Regions from separate parts of the Mus musculus genome. Here region 1 is linked to region 2. The links are chromatin contacts, called in public HiChIP or PLAC-seq maps. All regions are on one chromosome and are shown on one strand. Each heading gives the region's core, a stretch centred on a gene start, on an enhancer-like site or on the middle of the called end of the contact. The rest is flanking DNA. Distances are from core to core; before and after follow the strand shown.

Region 1 (5,209 bases), core at 413-2,912, 290 kb before region 2:
AGCTCTGCCGGCAGTGTGCACCCTCAGGGCCGGGAAACTGGGAAGCTCCTTTTCCTCAAGGAGCTCTTTGCCTTCATTCTGACTTCATTTACAGTTACTGTAAATGGCTTCTCTAGGATCCTCTCACAATGCAGAGATCCTCAGCATAACAGAGGCCAGGGGCTGAACTACTACTGTGTCCCAAAACTTGGATTTTTTTTTTTTTTTTTGGGTCAGTCTGACACAAGGTAGAGTCATCTGGGATGAGGGACCCTCAATTGAGAAAACACTTCATCACATTGACCAATGTGCTGATGACTGACAGTTGATGTGAGAGTGAACCCACTGTGATCAGTGCTACCCTGGGCCTGTGGTCCTGAGTTGTATAAGAAAGGCAGGCTGAGCAAGCCAAAAAGCAACATTCTTTCATGGTCTTTGCTTCAGCTCCTGCCTTCAAATTCTGGCCCGCACTTCCCTCAGTGGTTAGGGACCGAGGATTAGGATGGGGAAATGTAAACCAAATAAGTCAGGTTGCTTTTGGTCATGGTGTTTATCGCAGCAGTGCAATCTACTTAAGACTCTGGGTGAGCTGAGCCTTCTGTTCATGGTCGCAACCTGTCAGTGCAGCGCTGAGATGTGCATCTTCTTGCCTGGGTTTTGTCTTTGACAATTGTGTGTTCCTGAAATGGTATGAAGGCCTTTGCATAAGGAGACATTACTGGATTTTGCTGACATTCCAGGCCTGGGCCTCAATCTGCTAGCCGTCTATGGAACCCCTTTGCCTTTTTCTTGCTGTTTGCTGTACTAGTTGCTCAGTTAACCTGCCCTGTCTGTCAATAGAGAGATCTGACCATCACCCCGTTTAGAGTGAGTCATTGCAGCTCCTGTTAGAGCTGTTAAAACAACCAACCACTGTCTAATTCTGGAGTAGTTGTCCTGAGACCCTACCTAGGGTCCTGGAGAAGCCCTTGACATCTTAAGATCTAGCTTAGGACAGAGAGGGGAGGGAGAAATAGCTCAATGGGTTCTTGCCAGGCAAGTGTGAAGCCCTGATGTTAATCAAGGACCCAGGTAAAAAGCTGGACATAGTATTTTATGCTTGTCTTCTCAGCTCTGGGGAGGCAGAGGCAGGAGGATCCCTAGGTCTTGCTATCCAACCAGCGCCTAGGGTAGTCAGCAAGCCCCAGGCTACAGTGAGAGACAGTGTCTCAAAAACAAACAAACAAACAAACAAACAAACCCAACAAAACAAAACCCAAACTAGACAGGGGGTGCAGGAGAGATGGCTCAGTGGCTAAGAGCATTTCTGGTGCTCTTCCAGAAGACTCAGGCTGCATTCCCACCAGCCACATGGTGACTCACAACCTTCTGTAACTCCAGTTCCAGGGGATCCAACATTCTCTTGTGGCCGCTGTGGTCACCAGACATGTAAGTGGTGTGCAGACATTTATAATACACAAGCAGAACACCAACATACATAACATAAAATTTAAAACAAAACAAACAAACAGAAAAGTAGGTACCTGAGAAAGCATGGAGGTTGACCTCTGGCCTCTATTGGTGGTGGTGGGGGGGGGGAAGAAGGAGTGTCTAAGACTGCAGATTTGATCAGTCATGGGTCACCTTCCCCCTCCCCACCTTGCCTGGAAGCCAGGAGCCTGGCTCTGTGGGCTGGCAGGTTTGAACTTTGGTTGGGCAGATAGGGAGTTAAGCCCTCCCCTTAGGGCAGGCTGGTAGCCCGCCGGCCTGGCCCTTACTGGCTTTTTACCACTTTGCCTTGTTCTGGAGCTTCATGGGATTTACTTCTTCTTCTGTCTCAGCAAACATTCTTCGGGCAGCTCTGCTTGCGGCGAGTGTTGGGGACAGAGTTTGACCACAGTGCTTGCTCTCCAGAGGCTGAGATTCCAAAGCCGCTGGGCCAAGTGTGACCTGGAAGCATCTAGCCCAGTCCCTCTGTGTGCCTGTCCAAACTGTGGCTTGTTTTTACCGTACCCAAGCTGCTAAATCTGCATTTTTAACCAACCACTCTGACCAGCAACATTTATAGCTTCCCACAGAGGGCTGAGTGAGCCTGGTTGGGGGTCTCGGCCTCCCTTGGGTGAGAGGTGATAGGGCTGCTTCCAAGGCAACCACTGAGGTGGACCAAAGAGGAAACACTGTGTGCAGTTGGAAGTGTTGGGGACCCCGAGTTAATTAGCAGTGTTTGCATGGGGGTGGGGTGGGAGTTGTTTGAGGGCTTTCCATGCTACCAAACTCTGTCTCTGTTCATAGGCATTTGGACCGACGGCCTACTTGGAGAGATTTTCTGCTTTTGCTCCCCTTAGCCAAGCTCCCTGGCCTTGCTCCATGAGGAGACACCTTCATTTCCTGGGTGACTTGAGGAATGTGGGCCTTGAATGTAACAAGAGGAGGCAGTGAGCAAGGATGTTAGGGTGACATGCTTATGGAACTGGGCTAGGCCCACCATGGCCAGGCTGTTAGTGTGGCTAGTCTGGCTTTCTCTCCCACTCAGAGGCAAGCCCAACTGTAGGTGACTGCTCCATTGTTGAGACTGAGGCCACTGCCTCACGCCTTCTCTCGTGTCCCCCCACCCCCATTTTCTGTAGCCCAAGGGCTCTGTACCTTAGCACAGTTCACATTTGGCGTTGGCATTGGGGAAGGGCTGCCCTGTGCATTATGGGCTGTAGAATCTACCATCTAGATAGCATTCTCACCGTTTCCCCAGCTGTGAGCATGGCTGGAGTATCTCTAGACCTTGCTGGGTGTGCGCTATGGAAGGGGCAGTCACCCCAGTTGAGAAACAGGATGGACCTGGTATTCCCTGGGTTCTTTTAAAAAAATCGGGGCATAAAAAATATAGAGTATAAAGCTCAGTTTACACTCTTTCTGTTTAAGTGTGTATGTGTGAAAGAGGGAGGGAGGGAGAGAGAGACTAGCCATGGGCATTGGATACTTCTGTTGCTTTCCATGTATCTCACACTACCTCACCCAGGCAACAGTTGTCACAGTTGCCACTCAAGAAACCAGTTACAATGTGAGTATTAACTTAACCAAAATGCTTGGGTCCAGGAGTTTTGGGGACCCCAAATTCATTTCTTGTATATATACCTTACATTCACAGCCCGAAGGTGCGGAGCTGGAGTTACAGGCGGTTGTGAGCCAACCATCATGGGTGGAAAGAATCAGGTTCAGGTCCTCTGTAAGAGCAGTACCTGTTCTTAGCCATTGGGCATCTTTCTAGCCCTCAGCCCACTTTCTAATTGAAAGCCAAGCTTGTTCTATAGAGTGAGCCCCCTTGGCTTCTAGGAAAGAAGGAACGGCTGAGTGCCTAGGAGGTGATGGATGGGCCCTGGCCTGGGTGACTCTAGTGTTGATGCTGTTCCTAAGGACTGCCTTCTGCTCTGCTGCCCTCACTAAACAAGCCTGCCCCTACCCACTTGCCTCTACCCACCTGGCCCTCCCTACCTGCCTCTACTCACCTGCTTCTGCCTATCTGCCCCTACCCACCTGCCCCTACACACCTGCCTCCACCCACCTGCCTCCACCCACCTGCCCCTACTCTTTATGGCACAGTTACCACATTCTTTCCCTGTTTTCCAAGTGAATCCTTTGGGTCTTTCCATCCAGTCAACCTAACCAGACTATCCCTTTGTGCTGGCTAATTTTATGTCCACCTGACTCAAGTTAGAGCCACCCCAGAGGAGGGAACCTTAATTGAGAAAATGCCTCCATAAGATCCAGCTATAGGCAAGCCTGTAGGGCATTTTCTTAATGAGGGATTGATGGAGGAGGAGCCCAGCCCATTGTAGATGGGGTCACTTCTGGGAGGGTGGTCCTAGAAGCTTAGATCCCTTAGGGCTGGAGTAGACTGGTTATAAACTGCCCAGTGTGAGTTCTGGGAACAGAACTTGGTTCCTCTGCAGGATCAGCAAGTGCTCTTAATCTCTGAGCCATCTCCCTGGCCTCCACTCATGTTTTGAGACAGGCCTGGAACTCACCAAGTAGGAGAGGCTGGTTGGTCATCAAGCCCTAAGGATCTCCATATCTCCAGATCCCCAGAGCTGGGGTAATAAGTACATACCACCATGTCTGGATCCTGGGGACTGAACTCAGGTCTTCATTCTTGCATAGCAAGCATTTTACCTTCAGCCTCAAATCCAAAGCATTCTGAAGCTGACTGGGCATTACCAGTGGAAAATTCCACACTTGACCCTGTGTGACAAATCACAGTTAAAATTTGGGTATGAAGGTTGGGCGTGGTGGCACACACTTTTAATGCCATAGTGAGTCAGACATAGGAGGATCTCCTTGAGTTGGAGGCCAGCCTCCAAGTTCCAGGATAGCCAGGACTACATAGACTCTGTTTTGAAAAACAAACAAAACATTAAAAAAAAAAAAAAAAAAAGAACAAACCCAAAATATGTAAGTATAAAATCACGATAGTCCACCAGTAGAAGGTGTATCTGAAAATACATTTTGTTTTGATTTGTTCTAAGTGTTACAAAAATCCCAAACACTCCTAGTCTCAAGCATTTATTAATACTCAATTGTAAGTGTCCCATTTCTTGCCTGAAACTAAGGCTTGCTGCCTGGGCCACACAGTGCCAGGGACATGGGAGACATCAGTAACTCTTTGTGGAGGACTCAAAGGACTCTGATCTCATTCCCTCAGTGCATTGCGAGCTTGCACCTTGAAAGATGGGACCCAAAGGGTCCGTGTATGGTGGAGCATGTCTGGACCCCTAGTCTCCTGTTGTAGGGCAATTGCCGTCCTTTCCTTTCAGTGATGATTAATATGTATTATTAATTTGAATAGACTTAGAGTTACCATGTGAGTATGGTGTGTGTGTTTCCACAGAAAGGTTTAACTGAAGAGGGAAGACCCACTCTGAGTATGGGTAGCAGCATCCTATGGGCTGGGGTCCTGAACCGAATACAAGGAGAAACCAAGAGGAGTCTAGCATTCATCCCTCCCTGCTTCCTGACTGGCTGGATGCAGTGTGGCCAGCTGCCTTAGAAGACTGCTCCTGTTTGATGGATCATGTGCCCCTTCCTTCCTTAAGTTGCTTTTGTGTGGTATTCTGTTAGAATGCCAAGAAAAGTTCTGGATACACCCTATTCCATTCTGATGGCCTTGGACTCATTTTTACAGTCATTTGTCTTTTGAAAGACAGGTACTAAGAGTTCGAAAGCGCACCATTCCTTAGTAGATTTGCATTTTCATAAGGAG
Region 2 (4,566 bases), core at 344-2,843:
TGTTTTTATGAGGGGAAACCAGGAAAAGGAATAACATTCAAAATGTAAGTAAAGAAAATATCAAAAAAAAAAAAAAAAAAGCTACGTAGGCTGATGACACAAGAAAACAGAAACAAAAACAAATGTTCAGCAATATATATGGGTCCTTAGTAAAATCTGCAACTTTGATGACTGTAATTCTAAAATCAATACTGCACTCGGTGTGTAGATTTGTAAACGTTTTTTACAAGGACGACTAATAAAAAAATTGATGGTCATTTGTTAAAAAGAATGTGATTTGAAGTTGGCCATCATCGACCTCTTAGTTCTAAAAAGCTTAAACTGAGAGTTTCCATCATGAAAGACACAAAATAGGGTGGGGAATGGATCCCAGAGCTGAGTTGCTTGGACATGAATCCTGGCCCTGCCGTCTCAGTGAGTGTCAGTGACTTGACACTAGCTGCTTCCACCACAGGTAGCTCTCTGGTGTCCACAGAGTGTGCTTTCTGTAAGTGTGGGTGGATGGATGGATGGATGGATGGATGGATGGATGGATGGATGGATGAAAGGATGGAGATGTGTGGAGGGTCCAGCTTAACATGGGCTCACACTAAGCAGAGCCACTTGTATGAACTGATGCCATAACTGCTCCAAGGTATTGCAGGGAAGGCTTTTAATGTAGATGTGAGGGGAATTACAAACTGGGATCTGAAGAGTTCAGAGCAGGGAGAGAAAGTCGTACACTGAGCATGGCCAACAGATTTGACCCAGCCATGAGAGGAAGTGGGGGTGGGGAGGAAGAGAGGAAGATGAGAGTGAGGGCAAAGGATGCAGAGAGGGAAGGAAGAAAGAGAGAGGGGAAGAGAAAGAGAGACCTGTAGAGCACATGACTGAAGTGGCAGGGTTATATGGTATGGGGAGGGCGGGGTTGTGAGCTGGAGAAGTTCAGGGTAAGGGGAGGGATAAAAAGAGCTAAGAAGAGCCACAGGTACTTGTTATTCTGAGAGCCTATAAGCCAGCATGGCTTTGTATGTAATAGGCATCGCAGATAGCATTTGTTTCTTTTGGACCTGCCATCTTTTAGTTGAGTGACTCAGAAGCACAGCCCTGGGCAGTCACTGTTCCTTCCACAGTCCCCCTCGCCGCCCCTTACACGAGGTAAAACTTCCCATGGCATTGCCTTTTGTCCTCCTAGCTACCTCCAAGCACAAAGCCCTTCCAGGAGGCCCAGAGTGAGCTGAACCAGGCTGCTGCTGATCTGAACCAATCTGCTGGGGAAGTCGTCCATGCCACAAGGGGCCAGAGTGGAGAGCTGGCAGCCGCTTCTGGAAAATTCAGTGATGACTTTGACGAGTTCCTGGATGCCGGCATTGAGATGGCTGGCCAGGCACAGGTGGGTGGGAAGGTGGTTTGTGCTGCTCACTTGAGTCTCCCTGTTCTGGTAGACCACCCAGCTGGGGGCATCTGGGTGGATGGGGAACAGGATCCTGTAAAACAACCTGCAGCGCCTTCCTTGACTGCCTTGGAAATTCTGTGACCTCACAGGCTTGGTATGCCCGGTGATGATGGTGACTTTTTCCCACGATCCACCACCAAAGCCTATATCCTTTACCGGAGTTGGGGGATGGGGGGTTGGGAGCGAGGAGAATTTTTATCAGAACTGAGGTCAGTTAATGCATGAACACGTACACACACATGCATGTGTATTTGTGGTTTAGTGAACTCAACTTGAATGAATTACATCTGGGACCTCCGAATGATTAAAAATGACCTCATTCAGATGGAGAGATGAGCTACTTGTTTATAGCTAGGGAACATGACTGGTCTGGCATCAGATTGCAGGACTGGTTTTTTGGTAGTTTGGTGAGGTTTTTTTGTTTGTTTGTTTTTTGGTTTTTTTTTTGTTGTTGTTACATTTTCTACAAAAGGTAATTTATCAGTTAGCAAGCTGGGTGAGAATTCTGTCCTTCCCCAGTCTGAAACTTCTGGGACGCTGTCAGCTTTGAATATCTACACAGAGCTTGTCCTTTGTGCCAGGCTGGGACGTACAAGATGCTTGACAACTCCAGCATTGTTAAGCAAGATGCTCGAATCACTGTCCGGTCTGTGTACTGGTGCGGCTCAGTTGTTCTCCTCCCAGCCCTGCAACGCTCCCGTAGAACAAGAAAGCAGGACTCCTGGCTGACCCTCTTGGACATGCACTTCTTTCTCTGCCTCATGCATCTCTGAGCATCTGTTTGAGGACGAGTGGACACTAGTCACACGTCTGCAGACTGACTGCCCCGATACAGTCTCTGCCTCCACCTGGGGACTTGCTCCTAGCTCCCTGGCTGCTTCTTGGAAAACTGTGGTCAGTCCCATCTGACTGTTTCCTTTTGACTCTGCAGACAAAAGAAGACCAGATGCAAGTGATAGGGAACCTGAAGAATATCTCGATGGCGTCCAGCAAGCTCCTGCTGGCCGCCAAGTCTCTCTCTGTAGATCCTGGAGCTCCCAACGCAAAAAATCTCCTGGCTGCAGCTGCAAGGTAAGAGCAGGACAAGGTGTGCCTTGTGGATGTGTGAGCCATTCTGGATTCTGTTGTTTTGAATGGTGTGCCCAACATCCTACCAGTTTCTCACTGAGCAAAGACTTGCTGCCTGTCTTGTTCTCAGGCGTAGAGTAAACTGATGGGAATTCTGACATTTTGTAAAATTAACTCATTCCTGTATCTTTGGCCCAGTAAGAATGTCTTCCATCTTTCTAGATGAACTCTTCAGTTCTTTCTTAGGCTGCACTGACCTGTAAACATGATGGCTTAAGCCATCATGATAATTTTTCCTTTTCCATTTTTATGCTTATGTATAATATGGTGTGTGTGTGTGTGTGTGTGTGTGTGTGTGTGTGTGTGTGTACATGCATGTATGTGCATTCAGGTATGTATTCACATTTATGAAGATCTGAAGTTGATGTTGGGAATAGTCCGTGAACCCACTCTGTTGATCTTCCATCTTATTTATTGAGGCAGGGTCTCTTAGTCAAATCCAGAGTTGGCCAATAAGACTAGCCAGCTTGCTCTGAGCAGCCCCCCTCCCCCCCCCCCCGCCCTGCCCTGCCCCGCCCCCATCTCCTTCTGCCAAGGCTGTAATTACAGTTGGGCCACCACATTCACTTGGTACTTTACTTAGGTTCTAAGAATCTGAATACTGGTCCTCGTGCTTGCTCAGCAGGCTTTCGAACTACTGTGCCATTTTTCCAGTCTCTACATGGATTGTTTAAAGCAGATTTATGTTGTTCAGATTGTGCAAGAAGTACATGCTCACTAAAATAGACATTGGGAAATATTTACAAGCAGTGCTCAAGCCGTTTTTGTAGACACTGGGCATGCACTACATGCTGGCATCCATCTTGGACTAGATTTTACATATCTATCCATCACTTGCCGAGGGCACTCTAGGGCCAGTGAGGTGACAGTGGGTGCACACTGGTTTTGAACCGACTTAAAACACGAAGCCAAGTTTGGAGTGATTTCTGCACACTTCCCTCCAGTTGCACTCACTTCAGGAATCTAATATGACTTCTACTCCGTAGCCACCACTGTGACACATGAGCTCAGTAGGTAGGATTGACTGTTGGCTTGCAGGTCACTGGGCTGCAGTGATGGCCCAGGGCCATCTGCACAAGCAGTGTCTCATTCATTTTCCCACACTTCGAGCAAAAGCTGCGTTGTGATTTTGTGGTGTTGTATACATTCTCAGTGTTGTTTTATGTCACTTATGTATAACACTGCTAGGGCAGTGGGACATTAATTGAGAGGTGACTGGAGGAACAGAATAGGACAGACTTCAAAATGTGCACACTGGTGATAAGCTTCAGTTCTGCCTGCATTTTTATTCATTTTGATTTGTTATTTATCTGTTTATTTTGAGACGGGGTCTCTCTGTGTAGCTGTGGATGGCCAGGAACTCCTTTCGTAGACTAGCCTGGCCTAGAACTCCCAGAGGTCTACTGGCCTGTGCCTCCCCACTGTTACAATCAAAGGCATGCACTTGGCTTGCTTTTGATTTTTAATTTTTTTTTTGTTGTTTGCTTGTTTGTTTGTTGTTCCTGCCTTTAAGCTGTCAGAATTCAAAAATCTGAATTCTAATTGAAGGCACTTGAATAGTTTACCTGCTTGGTCAGGTGTTCAGCTGGCTCAACCTGCCCAAGCTTTGCTGCCTATGAAATGGGACCTGAGTGTCAGCTACCTTCAACTGTTCTTAGCCTTCATGGTACTAGTATTGACACTCTGTCTCTCTTCCTTTCTTGACTTTAGTAAAATTTTTAAATCTGTCTGTCTTTTTCGTGGAGGCTTAGACAGTTCTCTTGCATGTCCTTGGTTTGATCATTTTGCTTCTGTATTGCTGTGACAGTGTATCATCCAACAAGAATTTCCCCAAGGGAACAAGAATTTCCTTTGGTTTGCAGCTTGAGGGTGCAGCCTGTCATTGCAGCATAGTCATGGTGGCAGGACTGTGAGGCAGTTGGTCACATTGCCTCTGCTATCAGAGAGCCAATCGATGAATGCTGGTGCCCAGAAGTGCAGCCTATGGAATGGTGTTGCCCACA

The links. HiChIP or PLAC-seq counts read pairs in DNA pulled down with a chosen protein or histone mark.
Region 1: an H3K27ac HiChIP or PLAC-seq map of embryonic fibroblasts shows a contact between it and region 2, with 3 times the contacts expected there. The contact joins two enhancer-like sites. A contact is called at or near these places in 1 of 15 datasets of contacts at CTCF or cohesin (the NIH/3T3 cell line), 8 of 484 Hi-C or Micro-C datasets (the G1E-ER4 cell line, cerebellum, embryonic fibroblasts and 4 more), 6 of 115 datasets of contacts at active chromatin or transcription factors (embryonic fibroblasts, embryonic stem cells, epiblast stem cells and 2 more) and 1 of 9 other capture datasets (embryonic stem cells).

The regions. Positions count from the first base shown.
Region 1 is chr9:67,608,419-67,613,627 of GRCm38.p6, reverse strand. It overlaps a transcript of Tln2 not described here. Among named protein-coding and RNA genes, the nearest start is that of Tln2, 51 kb to the right of the region's middle. Within about 2 kb of position 1,662, at least 36 of the 459 cell types and tissues checked have an H3K27ac peak or open chromatin away from gene starts, as enhancers often do. A contact at or near this core is called in embryonic fibroblasts, where this site is marked.
Region 2 is chr9:67,316,123-67,320,688 of GRCm38.p6, reverse strand. It overlaps Tln2 (talin 2), which reads left to right. Exons shown (of 58, transcript NM_001081242.2): 30 at 1,175-1,372; 31 at 2,367-2,506. Among named protein-coding and RNA genes, the nearest start is that of Mir190a, 82 kb to the right of the region's middle. Within about 2 kb of position 1,593, at least 13 of the 459 cell types and tissues checked have an H3K27ac peak or open chromatin away from gene starts, as enhancers often do. A contact at or near this core is called in embryonic fibroblasts, where this site is marked.